Regions from separate parts of the Sus scrofa genome. Here region 1 is linked to region 2. A link is a contact called in public HiChIP or PLAC-seq data. All regions are on one chromosome and are shown on one strand. The core of a region is the stretch at or near the end of the contact, and the rest is flanking DNA. Distances in the headings are between cores, read along the strand shown. Region 1 overlaps SUSD1 (sushi domain-containing protein 1). Region 2 overlaps C1H9orf84.

Region 1 (5,512 bases), core at 2,358-4,857, 320 kb before region 2:
TTCCAGGCCTCCAGGACCTGGGACTTGAGACTTAACACCTTAAGTGGAACATAGGACTCTCCCTTTCTTTCTTTCTTCCTTTTTTTTTTTTTTTTTTTTTTTTTTTTTTTTTTTTTGGCTGTGCCCACGGCATGGGGAAGTTCCTGGGCCAGGGATCAAACCCACACCTGAGCCACAGCAGTGAGAATGCTAATCCTTTACCCACTAGGCTTCCAGGGACTCCGAGAGTCTCCCTTTCTATCTTGCCTCCTCTCTCTGTTTCTCAGTGTGACTTGGCCTCATTTTCTTCTTCTATAAGCTATGTGGCGGGGAAGAATAGGCACCAGCTGCCCCAGCTTAGCCAGTTCAGTGGGAACAGACAGTTTTTCACTTTAGGGAGTCTCATCCCCTAGGTAAGTGACTGTCCATTGGGTGAATCCCTGTTTGGAGGAGATAGGGTCGCATGATCTGCTTCCCTTGGGTTTGGGGCTTCCTGGGATGCCTCATTGGCAAGTGTACCGGGGTTGCACTGAGAAGGGGACTTGATCCCCATCAGGGAAAGAGGCATAGAAAACCCTGCTGGCAGACCCGAGCAAAGAGCTACAAATAGTCCACTCCTCTCAGCCATGCGGCTGCTTAGCATGTGCACACACAGGCACGTACACTGCTGAGAAAAAGACCCTCCGTTAAGAAAGTGGACCTGTCCTCCATATAACCAAAAGTGGAACCCGAGGGGAAGACACCTCAAAGGTGGGTCTGTTACTAAATCCAGTGCCCAGACCAAGGTTCCCAGGGCTGACCCATCCCTCTTGGTCTGATCTAGATGTGCTTCTCATGATGGTCTGGCAGTCCAGACCAAATGGCAAATGTAACCATTCTCAAACCACAGTCTATAAGATGAAAGGGAAAAGTGGATCATCACAAGAAGTACATGCATTTGGAAAGGAGGAAAAGATAAAAGAACATTGCAGCGGTCCGAGGACCCACAGCAAGGACCACATCCTTCTGGACAGGAAAAGCAAGCATCTCTTGCCCTGCCAGCCAAATGGGTCGCTTGGTCTGTCAGGTTGGTGGCTTCGGGCTCTGCCTGATGGGGCAGCACCTGCGTCCCTTTCCTCCGAGTCTCCCCTGAGAGATGCCGTGGGGAGGAGCCCTGCTTCTGCTTTCCCGGGTGGTGATCCAGGTCGGGGAGCTGCCTTAGGGGTTGAGCAATCACAGGTCCTTGTTTGCCAGGCTGGGATTTCCCTGGCAGCACATTTCTTAAAACCAGCAGGCAACCTGCCACTGGATTTGGTTCATAAGAATTCCATTAATTTGTAGCTAAGACCAGAAATCAGGTCAAGTTTATGACCTTCTGAATCCTGACCTTTTCCTGGTGGTTCATTCCTCCTAGCAACAGCCTGGGGAATTCGGCTCTTAGCCCAGAGTATCACTTTAACTCCTCACATCCTGTCCCTTGCCTCAGAGCAGCAGAAAGCAATGAAAATAGGGGGATGAGGAAAGGCCCACATAACCCAGCTTCCAGGCGGGCGCCAGGGAGTGGGGCCTTACAACTGGGGGCTTGTTACCCTGTCAGGGGAGGGTACCTCGCAGGAAATGTTTGGGAGCAATGTGGAGAACTAGGCTTCCTTCATTCCTTTGCTTATCCCCTAGCATCATTTCTCAGCTGTTTATCTCTACTCCCACCAGCCTCAACAAGGGTAGGGAACATGGCTTTTCAGCTGGTCGAGGGGCGTTCCTGTCAGCCTGTCAGCCATCTTGGATTGCAGACCGCTCGGCGGGGAGCGCGGTGCTCGCGCTCTCTCAGGTGTTTTTGAGAAAATAATTTACACGTAACGTTGGGTGAGTTTAAGAGGTACCACGTGATGATTTGATTCACACGTATATTGCAACATGACTGCCGCAGGAAGATTAATTCATCCTTCCATCTCCTCACATACTCCCCATGCATATGTAATACGCATAAGGTACATGGATATGTGTTTTTGTATATAGTACATGTGCGCATGTGTGAATGTTGACAATCTACTCCCCTGGCAGCTTTTCAGTATACAGTACAGTATCGTTAACTCTAGTCACCACGCTGTACATTAGCTGCCCAGAACCTGTTTGTATTACGACTGGACGTTTGTACACTTTGATCAGCATCTGCCTATTTCCCTCACCCGTTAGTCCCTAGTAACCACCATTGGACTCTCTATTTCTATGAATTCTGCTTTTTTAGATCCCACATGCAAGGGAGGTCGTACAGTCTATGTTTTTCTCTGACGTATTTCACGCAGCACAGTAAGTGAGGGCCTCTCCCACGAAGATGGGTGCTGTTGCGTGTCTGCATACAGATCGGCTAGGCTTCCTTTCTTGGAACTGACTGATGACCGCAAGAAACAGTCACCCATCTGACACTTGGAAATTTTTCTGCCAGTCCATTCCCAAAAGCTTGAAGGGCGGACATGGAGTTCCCACAGGGAAAAGAGGTGCTTTTATCAGAAGAATGGAGAGGTGCAAGCATCCTGGAGAGGCACAGAAACAATAGCTTCCAGAACCCACTGCTTCAGCAGCTGTTTGGTCTGATTAACAAACTCAAATTGGGTAGAAGAAATGGCCCAGGGGCGGACTACAGTCTGTGATTAAGTTCACAGGAAGGACTTTGCTGTGGACATATCCAAGTGGCTTTTGGCGGTGCCTTTCCCCCCTCCTAGTGAAAGAGAGTTTGAACCTTCTGAATTCAAGCTGCTGGAAAGCTCTGAGATAATAGAAAACCCAGTGTTCCATTGGAATTCCGAAGGCAGTTCTAGTATATATGCATCTGTGTACAAAATTCACCTGGGTTGTGTGCTCACCTGGCCGTCTCCTTTGGCAAAAATGTCGGAGTCTGCCTTTCAGAAAGTAATTTGGGCAGAAGTAGGATCCAAATGAGTCCTGAAGTTGTTTCGGGTCACTCGTGCCAAGGAGCAGCCCCATGCTTGTCCTTGCGTGCTGACGAATCGTGCTATTCCAACCTTTTGCACATTTGCCCCCCACAGAGCTGTGTCATCGCGACCAGGGAGCCAGCAGGCCGTCGGTTTGATGGGAAATGCAGAGGCCTGGGCTTCCCTGCCCGAGTCCTACTGCTAATCAGCCGAGGGTCTTGGAAATTATATTTCACTTGGCTGGTTCTCTACTGCCTCCCTCCAGGATCACTGTGATCCCTTCCAGCCACAAGGTACCACGAGTGTGTGCTTTTTTGAGTCCACAGAGCGAGGTCATTTGCTATCCGTGAGATGATGATAAACTCCCGTCAGGAAACATTCGTTAATCACAGGCATGAAACCTCTGAGTCATTAGTGACTCCTTCCCTTTTAGCCCACATCTTGCTCTTGGGCAGGCCTCTCTAATTTTCATTTCTGTGTTCACTCCCTGAGCAGAGGCCTTTATCTGTAGCACGGACAGCTGGTCAGCCCCCTTATCTCCCATGGCAGCGTTCAGGGCATCCCTCTTCACTCCGGCCAACATGGCCTCTGGACGTGGTCTTCCCACAGCGTGTGAAAGTTCCCAGGCCAGGGGTTGAACCCGCGCCACAGCTGTAACCAGAGCCACAGCAGTGACAGTGCTGGATTCTTATCCCACTGAGTCACGAGGGGACACTGGACATGTTTCTCAAGTGCAGCCCTGACTTCATGATTCCCCTGCCAGTCCCTCCAGAGCCACCAGTACTCTTAGTCTGGTTTCTAAGGCATCACTTGGACCCCAGTGTATGCTTCTGATTAACCCTCTCATTCTTCTCCATTCAAACTGGTGTGCTAGCTCTTTGGATACAGCCAGAGGAAGTCCCCCGCTGTCACAAGATCTGAGAGGACAGGTGGGGCCTTTCTAACTGGCTCTGCAGCACCTGTAATATTTGCATTCGTGAAGGGGTTAAAGATAAGGACCCGGAAGCTCTTTCACTCCTGAGCACAATAGCTCTTCAAGGAGCCACCCTACAGAGACTAGTGGAGTTTAAGCCACATGGATTTACTTGCATTAAGAATGAGTCACTGAGACTCTGGGAAATAACACATGATTCACTCCAGTTTCTTAAAAAAAAAAAAAAAAAAAATTCGATAAATGATTTAGAAGAAAAATAAGTATGGTTTCATGGCATGAGACCACGGAAGGGAGGGTAAGCAGAGGGTGTGGCAAAGCTCTAATCAGTGTAATTCACCTTGGCCGGTTGTAAGTTTTCTCAGTCAGGAATTAATGTGGGAAGTCCCTAAAGAAGCATGTGGCTACACCATGAGTTCTCTTGATTGGATCGACTCATGTCCACAGGGTATATATGCAAAGCAGAAAAAGAGTGTATAACCAGAAGCTGTTCTACAGCAAGAATTGTGCCTGGAGCTACAAGCCAGGTTGTGTTTTGCAGAATGAATTAAAAACACTCTGAGTACTTACCTCTAGAGTAAGGGAATAGTTGGGCTTCCTGCTCAGGGTGAAAGAGGGCCTGTGAGTGGATAGTCAAGAGGAAGTCAAGTTCCTCAACTCTTACCTTGGCTTCTCTCCTGTTTGTGAGGGGACATTGGAAAGCAAGCAAAACACTAACTGCCCTCTGTAAGTTGTAGGTTTCTGACCTGATAAGAACATTCTAGAAGGTTCATACAATTTGCAAATGAGATGGATAAACCACTGCAAATGATCTTTGAGAAATCTTTTTTGTGTGTGTCTTTTTAGGGCCACACTCATGACCTCTGAGTGTTCCCAGGCTAAGAGGTGAATTGGAGCTGTAGCTGCCAGCCCATGCCACAGCCACAGCAATGTGGGATCTGAGCCATGTCTGCATCCTACACCACAGCTCATGGCAACACTGGATCCTTAACCCACTGAGCAAAGCCAGGGATCAAACTCGGGTCCTCATAGATACTAGCTGGGTACATTACCCCTGAGCCATCATGGTTACTCCTGATCTTTGAGAAATCTTGATGAAGACTGGGGATGAGCAAAGAACATGGAACTTTGCGTAAAGGAGATAGATTTTGCAAAGCGAGGATGCTGATAACTTGAAGTCAAGGCCAGGCACGATCTTCAAGAGATGGCTCTGTGTGTACCTGGGAGAAGAAGCTGCAGTTCCCAGCAGATTAGGCGAGACTGCTCTTCTTTTTTTTCTGGTACAGAGTCGCTAATTGGTAGGGGAAAGTGGCCAGCACAATGGATTCTGACTTCAGCCAATACTTAGCAATGCCCTGTGTACCGTGTGGGGAGAGGACAGCTGTGTGTGCGCTTAGAAACAGCTTGTTCCTATGTAACTTATTAACGAATGGATGCCAAATCCAGGAACATGCAGAATGTGGGTTAGTGTCCACAGTTATCTTTAGCTCACCGTCTTTATCAATCAATGATTCAAATTATGTAGAAGGTGAAACTATAGAGGAAAAAATGCAGAGAAAACATTGATGGCTAAAGTGTAGAGGAACACTGGGTAGACTGGATGAAATGAGCTGGTTAGGAAAGTACCAGCTTCTTTCCACCGAATCCAGTGATACATCCTCTCTTCAAACAAACAAACAAAAAAACTGGGGAA
Region 2 (5,799 bases), core at 688-3,187:
TTGCTATGGCTGCTGTGTTGGCCAGCAGCTGCAGCTGCAGCTGCAGCTCCGATTTGACCCCTAGCCTAGAAACTTCCATACACTGTAGGTGCGGCCGTAAAAAGACCAAAAATAAAAAATAAAAATAAAAAGATCAGAAAAGTAGTGAAGGAAAACTTAACTGCCTCTGCTTTGACTTTTATTTCCTTTTAGGTTTTACCATGGCGTTTCTAAAAGAATAAAAAGACACGCTTTTCTCTTTTTTCCTACTTTTTTTTTTTAAACAGGATATTTGTCAAATGCAAAAGATATCTACAAAAGCATTTTAGGCTCCTATTTGGATGACATTTGGCGACAACTGGAGATTGTACGGTTTATTAGGGAAAAAAAGCCTGATACCAACTACAGGTTACAAGAATTGCAAAGTCAGATACTAAATTGGATGCAAAGTGAACAGCAAATTAAGGTTAGTACTGAAATAAAGCAGATAACAACAATCAGCTTAAATAAGAATTGGATAGAAGATAAAATTTTGTATTTAACTTGAAATTATGAAATAGTTTTTATTTCAGTATACTATTTGGTCCTTTGAGAAGTTTTCACCTTAAGTAAGTTAACAGGACAGAATCAGACCCAGAGAAAGTATCATTTGTATCATTATTCATATGTCTTGAGTTTTAAAAATACTTTAATTTTATTATACACAGTGTTCTATGGATTAGTCCTTCAAATCTCAAAAATTTTGTATTCTACTTAAAAGTTCATGAACATATACCCACAATAAAACTATAATAATTAATTTTTAGATATTGAGCCAGAATCTGATACAATTCTTTTTTTAAAAAAGCAGTTCATTCATTCCTTGGATTATATTGGAAATTTTTGCCCACTCTCCCTCAAGCATTGAAAGAAGTTTGCATGGGAGTTCTCTTGTAGTATAGTGGGTTAAGGATCCAGTGTTGTCACTGCAGTGGCTTGGGTTTGATCCCTGGCCCAGGAACTTCCATGTGCTGCAGGCATGGCAAAAAAAAAAAAAAAAAAAAAAAAAAAAAAAAAAAAAAAAAATTTCATAAATAAAGATTTAAGAGAAAATACTTTTTAAAATCTTTTAAAGCAGAAAAGCATCTGAAATGCTTTACACTAAATATGCAAATAAATTTGGCCTTTTTCTTCGTTTTTCTCTCTCTCCCTCCTACTCTATGGTTACTTGGGTAACTTGCTTAAGTCTTTAAAGTGTATTAAACCAATTAGTAAGAAATTTAGAAGTGGGGAGTTATGTCGGCATCATGACAGGATGAGATGCTCTCTTTGTCTCTCCCCTTCAATCTACAACCAGTAAAACATCCACAACTCAACAAAAGTGCCTCTGCCCAACACACCAGAACACTGGAGCATTCTACACATCTATACATCTCAAGGTGGGTGGAATGGAATACATAGAAGAGGTAGAACTTGGGGATCAGCATAGTCAGTCACTGCAGTTCTAGCCCCTGGGCTGTGGCAGCTGAGCCCACAGACCCAGAGAACCCAATAGCAGCAAGGGTGGTAGCACACATGACCCCAGCCTCCCACTTGCAATGGAGCCAGCAGCCACAAATAACTGGGCAGTAGTGGCAACAAAAGCCTGTTACACACTCCAGCTGCAGAGGGGCCCGCAACTCTGGCTACCCACCCTCCAGCTGCAGTAGGCGAGCCCAGAAACCTGACAAGACCAGACCAGGCAGAGGTGCACGTGATCCTACGTCCTACCCCCTGCTGTCCTCCCCACCACAGTGACAGAGCCTGTGACTAAGGGGATCCCAGATGAGGCCACCAACTTGGTACCTCAGGCAGTGACACCAGTGATTCCAGCAACAGCAAGGCACCAACAACCCTGGAGGCACAAGCAGTGATAACTTATGCCCTGGGTGACAGTTCTGACAGAGACTTTGCGGGGCAGAAAGTGCCAATACAACCAGAGGCAGCCCAGGTAACAGGAACCAAAAACTTGTTCTATGGTGCCACCTACTGGAAAATAAAAGAAAGGCCTCTAATTTGTGAATTGTTCATTAGAATCAAGTAAAAACAATTATTTTTACCTAAAGAAGAAAGTTGTTCACTACTTCAAATGTGCCAGCTGAGGAACAACTTATCAAGCATCATGAAGAACTACAGTAACACTGAATCACAAAAACGAAATGACAGTTCACCAGAAACCAAACTTAAAGTCATGGAATATTGCAGTCTGACTGATAGAGAATTCAACATAGCTGTCATGAAGAAATTCAACAAGGCACAAGAAAACTCAAAGAGGAAGTTATATGAGCTCAGGAATAAAATTAATGAACAGAAGAACAAAGAGCCTGAAACTAAAAAAGAACCAAATTCTGGAGCTGAGGAACTCAATAAATGAGATGAAGATAGCATTAGAAAGCATTGAAAATAGAGCATATCATATAGAAGAGAGAATTAGTGAGCTCAAAGATAAAAATCTAGAAATGATACAGGTAGAAAAGAGAAAAGAATTAAGACCTTAAAAAAAGGGAGTTCCTGGAGTTCCCATCGTGGTGCAGCGGAAACAAATCCAACTAGGGACCATGAGGTTACAGGTTCAATCCCTGGCCTCACTCAGTGGGTTAAAGATCCGGCTTTGCCTTGAGCTGTGGTGCAGGTTGCAGACATGGCTCGGATCTGATGCGGCTGTGGCTGTAGCTGTGGTGTAGGCCAGCAGCTATAGCTTCAATTTGACTGCTAGCCTGGGAACCTCCACATGCCGCAAGTGCAGTCCTAAAAAAGCAAAAAAAAAAAAAAAAAAAAAAAAAAAAAGATCTTAAAAAAGAGAAAATTCTATGAAAGCTATCTGACTCTTTTAGGAAGAGCAACATTAGAGTAAAGGTTATCCCAGAAGGAGATGAAACAGAGAAGGTATCATAGAGTTTATTTAAAGAAATCATAGTTGAAAACTTCCCAAATCTGGAAAGGGAACAGGATATACAAGTCTTTGAAGCTAAGGAGAACACCAAATTACCTCAATGCAAAAAGATCTTCTCCATGACACTGTCAAAAGTCAATAAAAAAAGAATTTTAAATGCAGCCAGTGAAAAAAGGTTGGCAACCTACAAAGGAATATCTTTTAAGCTCTCAGCAGATTTCTCAGCAGAAATCTCATAGGCCAGGAGGAAGTAGAATGACATTCTCAAAATACTGAAAGACAAAAATGGTCATGCAAGAACACTAACAAAATGATAATTCAGACATGAAGGAAAAATATGGGTTTTCCTAGACAAACAAAAGCTGAGGAATTTTATCAGTGCTAGCCCTGCTTTATAAGAAATGTTGAAAAGGAGCTCTTCTACCAGAAACAAAAAGGCAAAAGTACATACAACTTCAAGTAAGGTAATAAATAGACAAGGAGAAGCAGAAAATTGCAACTCTATCAAAAAAGGTTTTTAAGCACTTTATTGTATCAGGAAAGAAACTATGGCAACTTCAACTTGGTAATGAACACAATATAAAAAGGGATAATTCGGAGTTCCCGTCGTGGCGCAGTGGTTAACGAATCCGACTAGGAACCATGAGGTTGCGGGTTCGGTCCCTGCCCTTGCTCAGTGGGTTAAGGATCCGGCGTTGTTGTGAGCTGTGGTGTAAGTTGCAGACACGGCTCGGATCCCGCGTTGCTGTGGCTCTGGCGTAGGCCAGGGGCTGCAGCTCCGATTCGACCCCTAGCCTGGGAACCTCCATATGCCACGGGGAGCGGCCCAAAGAAATAGCAAGAAAGACCAAAAAAAAAAAAAAAAAAAAAAGGGACAATTTGAGACAACAAAAACCTAAAAAGGGAAGAGGAAAAGAGAACCTGTGTAGAAAATGAAGATAAAATTGTATCAGCAGAAAAGGACTATTTAACCTATGAAACATTTTACACAAATTTCATGGTAACTACCACGCATAAATCTAGCACAGAGACATAAAGCATAAAAAAAAAAAAAAAAGAACTGAGAAAAATGTCATAGAAAGCTACCAAACCAAAATGCCAAACAGAAACAAGGAAAAAGAAACAATGGAGATATGGAGCAACCAGAAAACAAAAGATAGAATGGCAATACCAAGTTCTCATCTATCAATAACCCCCCCAAATGTAAATGGGTTGAATTCACCAATCAAAAGAAACAAAGTGGCAGGATGGATCGAAAACCAAGAGCTAGAGAGGATCAAGTGGCAGCAGAGTAAGATGTAAAACAATTCACATAGAACATCGACTGAATGCTGGCGGAAGAACATAAACCTCCAAAAAGGGCAAGAAACTCTTGACTTGATTGGGCAAAACAAAAGAAAAAGAGAGAAAAAAAGAATCAAGACAGGACTAGCATTCCTGAGTGGGAGCTGTGAAGGAGAAAAGGAACCCATACCCTGGGAAGCTGCCTAACCAGCGGGGAGATCAGCCAAGACAGAGGGACCTCAAAGTCGCAGAGAAAAGCGCAGTAGCTAGACTGAGGAAGGCAAAGTAGAGTGGGGGCCGCAAGATCATCTGTACCACCTCCTTGGACACCACAGCCTGAGACACTTGGGCGGGGGCTGCGTGCTGAGACAGGTTCCTGAGGTCAGTTCTGGGAAGAGGACTAGGGTTGTATGTGTAGGGACAGCCTGAGGGGCTAAGGAGCTGTGTGTAACGGGCTGGAGAGTGGTGTGCTATAGGACGGAGAGTGGAAAGTCACGGTAGAGAGAACCCAGGAGGGGGTCGGGGCCCACCAGCGAAGCAAGGCTCCGTTGTTGGGGAGGTGAGAGGAGGAGGGGCGGGCCACTACAGGCATCTCCCTGTGCATGCCCAGGCTCTCAGAGAGCAGGGCGCCTCTGATGCAGGCTACAGGTGGCAAGAAGCCACATGCTCTGGGCTACGGGAGACTGGGTGCTTCTTGCACAGGCTGCAGGTGGCCAGGCACCTCTTGTGTGGGCTAAGGGCAGCAGGAGGCTAAGTGCGTCCCTGATCTACAGGTGGCAGGAATGGACCTTGGCAGTCATCTTGGAGGCCAGAGGGAAGCGTGGTCTTCCACCACTGGGGTCCTGTGAGTGGGCTCCACCTGTGGCCCCAGTCATCTCAGGGGTCAGCAAAAGAAAAAGAAAAAAATAAATAAAAGAGGGCACTGCAACTGAGCACTATCCGTTGTGGGCTTCACCCCCCTGGGAAAACACCCGCCCTCCTGCTGTATACTAACAGTGAAACATTAGAAAAGGAATACAAAAACACAATGCCATTTAAAATTGCACCCCAAAAAATCAAATACCTGGGAATACACCTGACCAAGGAGGTGAAAGACTTACATGCTGAGAACTATAAAACATTAATCAAGGAAATTAAAGAGGATTCAAAGAAATGGAAAGATATTCCATGCTTCCTGGGTTGGAAAAATTAATATTGTAAAAATGGCCATACTACCCAAAGCAATCTATACATTCAGTGCAATCCCTATCAAATTACCCATGACATTTTTCACGGAACTGGAACAAACAATCCAAAAATTTATATGGAACCACAAAAGACCCAGAATTGCCAGAGCAATCCTGAGGGAACAAAAACCAAGCAGGAGGCCTAAATCTCCCAGACTTCAGACAATATTATAAAACTACAGTAATCAAGGCAGTGTGGTACTGGTACCAAGTCAGACATACAAACTAATGGAACAGAATAGAGAGCCCAGAAATGAACCCAGACACCTACAGTCAATTAATCTTCAGCAAAGGAGGCAAGAATATAAAATGGGAAAAAGAGACTCTTTCAGCAAATGGTGCTGGGAAAACTGGACAGCCCCATGTAAATTAGTGAAACTGGAACACACCCTCACACCA

The links. HiChIP or PLAC-seq counts read pairs in DNA pulled down with a chosen protein or histone mark.
Region 1: an H3K27ac HiChIP or PLAC-seq map of alveolar macrophages shows a contact between it and region 2. The contact joins two enhancer-like sites. A contact is called at or near these places in 2 of 2 datasets of contacts at active chromatin or transcription factors (alveolar macrophages and skeletal muscle).

The regions. Positions count from the first base shown.
Region 1 is chr1:252,827,531-252,833,042 of Sscrofa11.1, reverse strand. All of the region lies in intron 14 of SUSD1 (sushi domain-containing protein 1), which reads left to right. Among named protein-coding and RNA genes, the nearest start is that of SUSD1, 130 kb to the left of the region's middle. Within about 2 kb of position 3,607, at least 20 of the 83 cell types and tissues checked have an H3K27ac peak or open chromatin away from gene starts, as enhancers often do. A contact at or near this core is called in alveolar macrophages, where this site is marked.
Region 2 is chr1:252,509,294-252,515,092 of Sscrofa11.1, reverse strand. C1H9orf84 reads left to right here. Exons shown (of 26, transcript XM_021085151.1): 15 at 267-445. Among named protein-coding and RNA genes, the nearest start is that of C1H9orf84, 43 kb to the left of the region's middle. Within about 2 kb of position 1,937, at least 1 of the 83 cell types and tissues checked has an H3K27ac peak or open chromatin away from gene starts, as enhancers often do. A contact at or near this core is called in alveolar macrophages, where this site is marked.